Linked DNA regions of Gossypium arboreum: region 1 is linked to region 2. A link is a contact called in public Hi-C data. All regions are on one chromosome and are shown on one strand. The core of a region is the stretch at or near the end of the contact, and the rest is flanking DNA. Distances in the headings are between cores, read along the strand shown.

The links. Hi-C and Micro-C count contacts between places; a contact is called where the count stands out from the background.
Region 1: a Hi-C map of leaf shows a contact between it and region 2, with 3 times the contacts expected there. The contact joins the promoter of LOC108487030 here to the enhancer-like site in region 2. A contact is called at or near these places in 3 of 5 Hi-C or Micro-C datasets (all in leaf).

Annotation. Positions count from the first base shown.
Region 1 is chr10:18,820,436-18,826,668 of ASM2569848v2, forward strand. LOC108487030 (histone-lysine N-methyltransferase CLF-like) reads left to right here and starts at 3,373. Exons shown (of 17, transcript XM_017791233.2): 1 at 3,373-3,780; 2 at 4,174-4,275; 3 at 4,359-4,675; 4 at 5,490-5,651. The coding sequence starts at 3,718.
Region 2 is chr10:18,682,241-18,687,851 of ASM2569848v2, forward strand. No RefSeq gene overlaps it. Among protein-coding and RNA genes, the nearest start is that of LOC108487186, 21 kb to the left of the region's middle. Within about 2 kb of position 4,336, at least 1 of the 2 cell types and tissues checked has an H3K27ac peak or open chromatin away from gene starts, as enhancers often do. A contact at or near this core is called in leaf, where this site is marked.

The sequences.
Region 1 (6,233 bases), core at 2,123-4,622, 140 kb after region 2:
GGCCGTTAATTCCAGTTGGGTTCTTCAAAATGCAAGGCTGCCCAGGAACTCGTGTATCTCGGTTAGATAATCGGTAAGGGTTGGTTTGCAGGTTGTACCAAGACCAGCTACGAGAGGAAGAATTTGTGGTTAAGACATTCTTAACTGCTATAATCAACTTATCATTGGAAGAGAAGATTAATTTTCGAGGATCGATTCTTGATACCGAATTTACCGAGTCTAAGGCTAAGGCTTATTATTTCTGTTTGCAAAATTCTGAATTTATTTCCCGAACTAAATTTATTTTTAATATTATTTAATTGTTTATTTACGCTGATAGATTATTTACTTTCTAAACATTCTCAAAACCCCCCGATTACTTATTTATTTTTGTTGCAGGTACGTTTGGAGTCGTGGGCACAACTTTTGGCCACAACCTTTAACACAATGAACATTCTGTTCATAAGTAAACACAGAAGTTGATTACAACATCCAATCCCTGTAGACTCGACCCTACTGCCACTCTTTACTTAGGAATTATTTTTGGTGGTTTCGACGCCCATCATTGGGTGGCCCAGTGATGAAGATATGACAACATAGGCTACCTTGGTAAATATGGGAACTAACCTTAGAAAATTGATAGGAATCATATCTTGTAAAGATTAGATTAGATTCGATATGGTATATCTTGTAAATCCCATGATTTAAGGGATAGGCTAATGTCGTCTGTCAATGTAACTTAATCTGGATCGTTGGTTTTGGGAGAGTTTAACTATAAATAGAGAGCCTCCTCCTCACTTGTAGATCATCCATTGTATCTTGAATTCTTAAGAGTAATAGAATTCTTAGAGAGCATTTACTGAAACACTTCTTGTGCATTCTTTTCTGTGGGTTTTTGTTTTTTTTTTGTAGTTTTTTTGGCATAATTGCTTCCGCTATATAAATTGGTGCCTTGGAGGAATTCTGAAGGAACCCCCACTTGTGGTGGTTAGGCTGACTTAAGTGAGTTTGGAATGAATGAATTGTCTAAGGATGCACGTAACGCGAGATGAAAGTTCTAGCCATGTGACACTTGTTCGTAGAATAAAAACATTGTTCTACAAACTTAAAATATGTATTGCACTTTTAATTTGTGGAATTATAGTATTAATGTTTTTGGTAATAGATATTTGGAAAAACATAAGGCTCAATGTATGTACAACTTTTCTTCCTCGCTACTTAATTCGATAATAAAATCAAGTTTATATTCTAATAATGTTAAGATCCAAGGCACCTAAATGGGGCTTGTTCACTCAATTAAGAAAATTTTAACCTAGTAAATAAGACAATAGATCAATCTTGTGAATGAAGAGAATTAGTTGCAAAATAATACATATATGCTCAAAAAATTAGTTTATACATTTAGATAAATGAACATTCAAGTATATTTTAATTTTCATTTGGGCAGATACAACAATATACGTGACTTTTGAAGTTGCTTCATGAAAAAAAAATGAATTGTAGAAAAGAAAGAGAAAAAGAGCTTTCGATTGGTATAAGCAGTGCAAACAGAGAATACCATACATAAGCAATTTTAATAGCTCAATAACTTAAATAAAATTTTTTGACTAATTCAGTGACCATTTGTAACTTTTTAAAGTTGAATGATCAAAACGTAAATTTACTAATAGTTTAATAACATTGATTATAGTATACTAAAAATTAATATTGATATTTCATATATATATATATAGTTAGGAAACAAACTTTACATTAATATTGTATTACGTAAACAATATTGTCAATTATTAATTTCTTTTAACAAAATTTGAAATATTTTTAGAGTCGTAACTATCTTCGAGATTATAAAGCAAAACACTTACCTAATAATCTAATTTAGTTAAATAATTGTTTTCTTTTAAACATAAAGCGAAAACAATAAAAGAAAAAGAAAATCATTTATCAAAGTAGATAATGATATTATGCAACTAAAACCTAATATTGTATAAACGAAAATGTAGGATTTTTAGAAAATATATTTTTCATTAATATAAAATTATTTAGTGCAGAATTGAGTCGGTACATTAATTTTCATTTGGTTACACAAAGGCTTAATAATAGAGGTTACAAATTTTTTTTACCAGTTTTACGTACGTAATTTTAATAGATAAAAGGAGAACCAAACTTTTAATTCATAACATTTATCAAATAATTAAATGAATTGGATAATATTTAATTTAATACTAAAGTAAATAACTTAATCGTTTTAAATTATGCGACTTGATTTTAAATATTACAAAAGTGTGATTACGCTATAAAAGATTGGTGCGAATTTGATGATTTTATTTTTAAAACTCAAATTCAATTTTAAATAAAAATTTAAACTAATTGAGTTTGTTTGTACCATTAAAAATATGTTTGAGTGGTTTTTAATATTAATTAACAATAAACAATTATATTAAAATTACAAGGTATTAATACGTGTTAGATGTACTGGCAAAACATATTGAATTTCAAAATGAGAATACATGTTTGAACCATGAAAATGATACTGTTGGAAAAGTAATCACAAACGTTGAATATGAATTATAAAATGAACATAAAAAACAAAAAAGAACTCCACGAATTACTTGACATTTACAAATATTTAAAATTGTCTTATTTAATACTTCAAATTGCTTGAGAGTGTGTTTGGTGAAGAAATTTAAAATTTTAGAGATTTTCTAAAATGCTAGTACTTCCAATTCATAAATTTAAAATGCTAGTAATTGTAATGGATTTGTTTGAATAAAATTGTTTTAAGCAAACTTGAGTTATTGAAATTTTAGAAATAAAAAATAATTATAAAAAATAAATAATATTACAAATATTCAATACGAATACCATTATATTTTTAAAATTTATAAATATTTTAATAAATAAAATTTTAAAAATATATTAAAATTGAGTAAAATTTGTTTTTTTTTAAGTTTAAAATTTTTATTTTATAGTAGGGTAATGTATATTAAAAATAAAATAGTGAGAAATTTGAAAATGGAAATTGAGTTACTTACAACTTCCTCCTAAATTTTCAATATATCCATTATTTTTACTTAAATAGAGAATTTATTTTAGAATTTTCAAAATTTTAACATAAATGAAATTTATTCTCAAAATCTTCCATCCAAACCTGCATTAAATTTAAATTTAATTAAAATATAATTTAATTTTAATTCAATTAGTATTATTGCTATTGTAATAATAAGATATGAATTTAAACTCGTTTAAAAGTGTTTTTCTTTAATTTAAGAATTAAAAAATTATGGACAAAAGTAAATATTGTATAAAAATAATTTATTATATTTAATTATTTGAGTTGTACAAATAGATATCTCATTTTCATATAAATGGGAAATTGTGTCTGTTGATCCAAACAAAGCAAGCTTTTGTTAAGTTCAACAGTACGTAATTCAAACCAGATTGCCACGTTTCTTTCCCCCCAAAACTTTATTTTTCATTTTCCAACCTCAGTCTATTTAAAATAATTAAAAAAACTCTGTAGAAAAGGAAATAAAAACAAAGAAAAAATGACCCTACGGAAAAAAAAAAAAATGTTAAAGAGAGGGAAAGAAAGTTGTTACAATTAGGGTTTGAAGCTTGACCCGCCAAAAAACCTAGTTTGCTTGTTTTACTACTCCGGCATTGTCTTCTTATGAATCGGATCCCGATCCGGATCTTCCTATCTACTTTTTCGGACTCTAACCGCTTCTCTCTCCGACTATGACAGCGAAACCTTCGCGTTCTGCTTCGGCGGATAGATCGGAACCTCCTAAGGATTCCTCGGTAAGTCTCGCATTTCCGATTTTTCTTTCTCTTTCTCACATGAATATTTTATTTCCTTATGATTCTCATTTTAACTATTTTTGTTTCCCTCGATTTTGGACTCTTTTTTTGTTTTATCGTAGGAGCTAGCTGCATTTTGTTGAATTTAGTTTATTTTATGGGTTATTACGTCATTGAAAGTTAGTGTATAATTGACACGTTTATAAGCTGATAAATGTTACTAAACTGGATTGATTTTAGTCTTTGCTTTTGATGTCAAATTGTTTTGCTTTTCCTCTCATACTCTTTAGTTTTAAAAGTGTTTGTTCAACAATTTTTTGGTAGATATTTCTGTCTTGAATTATGTGTACCTGATAATAATAAACTTGGATTGGATTTTTTTCTTTTACGCAGATGACACAAATTGAAGGAAAATCCCTGTCTGTTAAGGAGATTTTATCAGTAATTGATTCGTTAAAGAAACAAGTTGCTGCAGATCGATCTCTTTCTGTAAAGGTGAATTCCTGGCTTATCTCATTATTCAGGAGCTTAAATAAATGTTATACATGCTAATCTATTTTGGTTTATTTTATTTCCAGACAAGGTTGGAAGAAAACAAGCAAAAATTAGTTGGTATAACAAGCCATCTTTATAAATTGTCAAAGGACCGGAGAAGCAGTTGGATTATTGACACTGATAGTGCTTCTGATCTATTGACAAAGAGGCAAAAAGATGCACTTGGTATGCAAAATGGCATTGATGCAAGTAATGGGGATAAGGATGGTTATAGCTATCAAGAACCGTCTACAGCAGTTCTTATGGGATCTAGTATTCCAGTTAAGAATGCTGTTCGCCCTATTAAGCTTACTGAAGTAAAAAAGCTGCCACCTTATACAACATGGATATTTCTAGACAGGTTTGTGAGAGTAACTAGAATTCTTGTCAGCTTTTTTTTATGTCATGTATTCTTGCATTCTTTATTTATATATAGAACGTCAGTTAGAAAGAAATGTAATGGTAAGGCATATTTCCCTCCCAAGGGAAGACGCAGGTTTGAACCTTGGAGACGATGTTGTTGGGAGGGGCAGTCACAAACCCCAAACATGAACCGGAAAACAGATATGGAAATTACTAAAAAAAATTAAACAGAAAGTACAAACTCCAGAAGAAAACTAGGATAATCAAATCCAAAATAGAAAATGCCATTACGAACCCCCCCCCAAGTAGGTAAATGGTGTGCAACTAGGTTACCAACTCTACCAATATGAGCAGAAGTAATAGACTGAAAATCCTTAGCATGTCTGTGAGCTTCAGAGAGGTGTAGGCCTAGGATAGATAAGTCTTGGTCCATCCCTTTGGAGCTTGTTCACCACTGCAAATGAATCTCCCCCCTCTCCTTAGCTAATTTGAGAGCTAAAGTGAAACCTCTCGCCTCAAGTAATTCCTGTGTCAAGGGGCCTCTAATAGCTTGAGCTGCACCACAAAGGACTAAAAGCCAACTTCATCACGGGCCACAACTCCAGTGTCTCCACAGTGGTCACTTGCAAAACAGGCTCTGTCCACATTGAGCTTGATTACTTGCCCAATGGGAGGTTCGGATTCCACATGTTTCACACACCTAGGCAAGATGGGAGCGCTAGCAAAATTAAATTTTGAATAGGTTATTTTTGCCTTTTTTTTTTTCTCAATTTCTATGAAAAGGATAAACTAAATAATTTCTCTGGCTGTAGAAATCAAAGAATGACAGAGGATCAATCAGTGGTGGGTAGAAGGAGAATATACTATGATCAGAATGGTGGTGAAGCACTTATCTGCAGCGACAGTGAGGAGGAACTAATTGAGGAAGATGAAGAAAAGAAAGATTTTGTTGAATCTGAAGACTTTATTCTCCGGTTGGTTTTGTTTTCTCTTTTTCTACCGTGAAATATATGTTGTTTCTTTTACTACTTGATCTAGTGTAGAAATCTGAAAATAGTCTGAAAACTAGGGGTGAGTATTCGATCGAGTCGAATCGAGTCAAAAAATTTCGAGTTAGTCAAGTTGACGGATCCTATTTTAGCAACCGAACTCAATTTGAATTTTTTTCGTAATGAACCAAATCGAGTCAAAAAATTTCGAGTCGAGTTAACGAACCCTATTATTTATACTCAATTTTGCATTTGCATTCACCAATTATTTAACTAGTAGAGGAATTACAAGATTATTTGCCTTTTAACTTAATGAGTAAATATTTATCAAAACGACGTAGTTTTGCCTTTTAACTTAATGGTTTTGACTTTTAACTTTAGAAAAGTTTAACATTTATCAAAAAGACGTAGTTTTACCTTTTCTTATTCGAATTTTCGGATAACTCGAATTGTGTAATTCATATTCGAGTTAAACCAAAAAGCTTGATTTTTTATTCAAGTTGATATGAATAACTTGATTAACTCAAATAACTCGAACTATTTAATTCAAAATTTGAATTTTTTATG
Region 2 (5,611 bases), core at 3,086-5,585:
GAAATGCGTTGATTCTGAATTCAATTTTATTAGAACAACTTTTCTAGAAAAAAATTCCTTTATATAAAACGGATTACATATGCGGCCTTGCCCTCATGTTCCAAGCGAAGACACCGATTTTTTTCTTTGTAAAAGCCAAACCTCGCAAGCTTCTAATAGATGCCCCTACTAGCTCATTTTGCTTGATTCGGGCCGACTTAATACTCACTTATCCTCGCAATGTTCGTTAGATCCTTTAAGAAAGTTGAAATGTGACGTCTTTCAGATAATCTTTATTGATTTGAATCCTCAGGTAAAGTCTTGTTTTTCTCCGCGAACTATCAGCCTTATTCCGTTGTGTTTACTTGGACCATATTCAGACAACCGTATTATAATTCACTTTATCAAGAAATTCATTTTCTGATGACAAACTATTCTATTTAGCAATCAAATATGAATCAACACATCCTTTCTATGATGATGTAATGCAATGCAATCATAAACAAAACAGACAAAATACGTTAGTACAGAAGAAATAAGTAGCAAATAGAGCACTTACTTGGGTAACCACTACGGTTTGGAGTGGTTCTACCTAGGGTGGGCTCTTAAGGCTCGCTATATGCGGTTTAGTTCTAAAGACAAGGTACCTGAACCAACAGATTCCTCAATCCCCACCTATTATAGGCTCATGTGGATCGAGTTCAGTTCAGGGGAATACATTTCCCTATGGCCATGCAAAGGTGAAAACCTCACGAAGACATAGGTACGGATATATCCCGGAAGCAGTCCACTAGCCCATGCGGAGGTGAAAACCTTACGAAGACATAGCTTCTCACTCCCACTTAAATGGTGTGACCACAACGGTCATGCAATATGCAATGCAAGAGTATTCTATGGGACTTGAGCCAAAATGAATGCAGTAAAAGGATCGTATGCCAAAAATCAAATTTTAAATTTTTGACAAAAGGACAAAAAATAATCAATTTTACGGCTTGACTCTCTTATTGGTCCCTAGTGGAGTCGCCAAGTTGTCGAAACCATTTTTATTTTGAAAAACGGGGATCGACTTTAAAACAAGGTATGGAGTTGCCACCAATCCTTTTTGTTTAGGTGTGATCGGGTCACCCTGTGGTCGATCATGTTAATAAAACATTTTGGTTTATTAAAACAACGTTTGTGGTTTACGAAAAACTAGAAGACGGATTCGGGAGTCGGTTACGTGCGAGGAAGGATTAGCACCCTCGCAACGCTTAAAATTGGTACCGTATTGATCGATTAACATCCTAATGTTGAAAATTTGAAAAGATTTTAAAATACAATCTTTAAAAACGTTTGGATAACTTGAATTGAATATTGAGATTCTCTCGCTTAGAAGGAATAAAATATTACGTCCAGCACGATTGGATACAATATTTCGAACCCTCGACACAAGATCATCTCAGGATTTCCAAAACACATGCACTTAAAACTTTTAAAAAGAATATTTGGCTATTCGGCCCAAACGATAAATCGAAACCCAGCACAATTGGGCACGATTTATCGAATTTCCAAATACGAAACATCGCCTCATTTTAATTTGAGAAAACATGGATGAAATTTTAAAAGAATATTCTGTATTTTAGTCGAATGGAAAATCGAAGCCAAACATGATTGGGCACGACCTCCCAAACAAAAAATATTTCTTTATGTTGAGAGGGTTCTTTGAAACGCGGGTGATTATAAAAGCGATCTAAAGTATATAAAATAATTCAAGATAAAATAATATATAAACAATTCAAAATATATAATGTGTAAAAAAAAGTTTGAAATACATAATATATGAAAATATTAAAGTAAATAATGTGTAAAAATTTGAAATGAGCGTTGTATAAAAAATTAAAATAGATAATAACAAAAATGTAAAATAAATAAATAAATAGAATGTTAATAATAAGAGTAAAAAACATATATAAGAAAAAAGTAATAATGAAAATAATATTAGTATATAAATAGAAATAAAAATATAATAAATAGAAATATAATAATAGTAGAAATATAAATAGATAAATAATAATAATATTAGAATAACAAAATAAATATAAATAGAAACATAAAATAATAGGAATAATATATTAAATTAGTTAATTCGATAATAAAATAGCGAAAATAAAAGAGGATTAAATCGAACCTTAAAGCAAAATTTTGGGGCAAATTAGAAATAAATGAAAGGAAATAGACTAATTTGAACGTGCGAATAACAAGGAGGGACCAAAAGGGAAATAATCCCCACCCTCCAAAACACATAGCTTCAAGGAAGACCAAAATGTAGTCAAAACAAATTTTAGGGCCAAAATTAAGAATAATGAAAGCTTAATTGCAAAACAATAAAAAAAACGGAAGGGCTAAAAGCAATTGGACGAATTTAGAAAAAAAAAAGAAATTGAAATGAAATGGACAAAATTTCTATGTAATTGAAAGAGAAAAGAAAATAATTCAATTCCAATGAAAATAGGAAAAGAGAGAATAATCTAATTCCAAATTGAAATAGGAATACCAAAAGTAATCGATCAGTAATCCGTCCCCTTTCAAAGAACAAAATACTCCTATTTATATAAATAGGGTTTACTAAAAATAACCTAACTAATTTAATAATAAAATAAAATAAAATAAAATAAAATAAAAATAATATCTTTCTATTTTTAGCATTTTACCAAGTCAACAAAATTTGATAACCTCTAAGCTTTCTTCATCTTTTTGATTTGGCCACAATTTAATAATTGTCTTTTAATTTGGTCCTTTTTAGCTTGTTTTCGACCGATTGTATCATTTGACTTCGGTTATTATTTTTTCGGGCCCAGGCCAAAATTGGCCTATTACATACATCACACTTGAAGTTGGAATTTTCTAGCATATTAGTTTATTCTTTATTATTTCAAATTATTATTATTTATGTTTTATTTTATTTAATTCATTTTATATTTTTGAATATTGAAAATTTTAATTTTTCTTTACTTTTTCACAAATCATTTAGTCGTATCTACGATTTAACCTTAATCACAATAATTTTTTTTTTATCCAGTCTGTATGGGAGTCAATCCTTCTGCCTTATCAACGAATTTATTCAAGTTTTAAAATTAGTGAATTTGTGACCTATCACTTGTCCTATATCCTAAGTTAAATATTTAGGAATTAATGCAAAGCTTGAACAATAATTTATAATTAAAACCAATTCGGCTGAAATTTAAATAGGGTGGGGCTAAGGGCTCCATTTAATTTTATAGGCTAGTCTAGTACTAAAATAAGCCCAATTTGTACCATCCTTATGGGCATGGCTACCCAAGTTTGACCAGACCAATTTATGGTGCTAGCCTTTTTTTTTAGTGATAATAATTTTTTTGACCCTTTAATTTTATAAAAAAATTATTTTAGTTATTTATTTAATTTTTTGTTTCTTTTAGTTCTTGAATTTGTATTTTTATCAAATTACTCTAAAATAAATGTAAAAGTTACCCTTTGTTTACTTTTGTTGATATGATCATTACTTGGATGAAATGTTAGCATTTAATTAATTTTTACAAATATTTAAACTATTTCTTTTATCATTTTTATAATTTTTAAAATAAATTTAATGATTTTATTTTTAAATTTTAAATTTTAAAAATTAATTAAATGTTGAAGTGTCATACTATGAAAATCCACATGTATGCAACGTCAACAAAGTTCAAAACGTTAACTTTTCTATTAATTTTGAGATGATTTGAAAAAAAAATTTTAAAAACTAAAAAATAAAAAATAAATAAAAACTAAAATGATTTTTTATAAAATTAAAGGATGAAATAAATCATTATACCTATAATATAAAATCTCAAATTCTGTAACCATCTTAAAAGGCCTATTATGGAATTAACATAAAATCTTATCCTATAAATCAAATAAATATAGGTTTTAGGAGTAGCAATGAAACGTGGTAACGGTAGGGTTAGGGCCAAATATTATTTTATCGACTATAGATTGCCAAGTTAACCTAATTTGTGCCAACTGCAAATTATGTTGTCTTTGGTAATTTTATCCTAAAATTAAGTTTGTCGCTAAAACTTAATTCCAAATTTTCATAATTCAATTTTGTGTTTTTTATTGAATCACATGCAAAGTTGTAAAGAATTTGTGTTGAAATCTTTAATTAATATTAATTAAAACTTTGATCTTTAGAACAAAATTAAAATATGTCATAAATTTTAAAAATAAAATATAAGGATTAAATTTTAAAATATTAAAAAAGTAAACAACCTGGACTCATTAAAAAAAAAAAAAAAATGTAGAGAACTGGGGCAAGGGCGCCGGCTGTGAACCTAACTTCTTCGGCCAAATTGCTTTATAGCATTGTGCCCACTTCATTTTATTATTTTATTTTTTGTCCTACATCTAAAGGCCAGATAGGTTGGATTGGGATTTTCTGATTTTAGGATATTTAATTTAAATTCTAAATACAGAAAATATAAAAACCAGATTTCCAAGGTTAATTTGAATAATGGTAAGCAAAATAAAAGATTGTATCAAAGGAAATAGCCCCAATTATTGAAATGCATACTTCCATTAATGCTAACTTTACCCACGGAATAAATGAGATTACTAGTGACGAATTCTACAAGTATACGCAAGTAAGGTCTCGAGTGTGTGGGTAACAGTAATAAATCCCTATCCCTCTTGTTGAGTCCTTTTCTTCTTTTTTGTAGAAAGGAGACAAGACAAGGTGATGAATGGTCCAGACATTTGGCGACGTTGTTCTTTTATAAAGAAACTATCTCAATCACCACGAATTGCCATTCTAGGAATCTTTCTAAAACAAGCCGCTACAACAAAAACAGGTTTTTAGCGACAACTTTTATTTAGAGGTTTGTATAAATGTCGTCACTAAAAAAGACATGCATCCACCCCTAATCATGTAACCGAATTTTTAAGTCTGTATCTTTTTTATTTATTTATATTAAATCATCTGGTAAGTGAATAATGAACATTGCCATTAATTTCTGCCATAAAAGGGACGGTTAGGTATTTAAAAGGTGGCGGAATAATGATGTTAATTAAGCCAAAGGACAAAGGCGACGGCCCCATATTTACTTTTTTCTCTCGTATATTTATGGCTTATCTCCTTTAGGGCAACACAACAGATTACTTCATATGACTAAGATCTTGTGTATATACGAAACATGACTCCAATTAGTAAATATCAAGTTCCATACAAATATGACACATTTAATGAACATAAATCTAAGATTTTTAATTCTGTGTATACAATCATTTTAATTTCACACCATGAATTTAGGCAAAATGATCCAATTTCTGATTTCATATCATTTTATAACCCAATTTTATGTAAACAAATAGTTTTTTTTTTTAAAACTCAAGCTCAAAAACTGGACACCCCAAGTTTTCTACAAACTATACGGGTTCTCTTTTAATTATTAAAAACAAATTAATGTTTGCAATAGCAAAATCTTATTTCATTTGTGATTTTAATTTGAAAATGTAATTTCCAGTTTTAAGTAACTTTATGTTTATACAATAAATGGGTTATTTGTTAAGGTTCTTTGGTTAGGCGTAGTAAAAAAGGGGCTGTACAGGGAAGAAATCCGAATTTGATGGGTTTTGATTT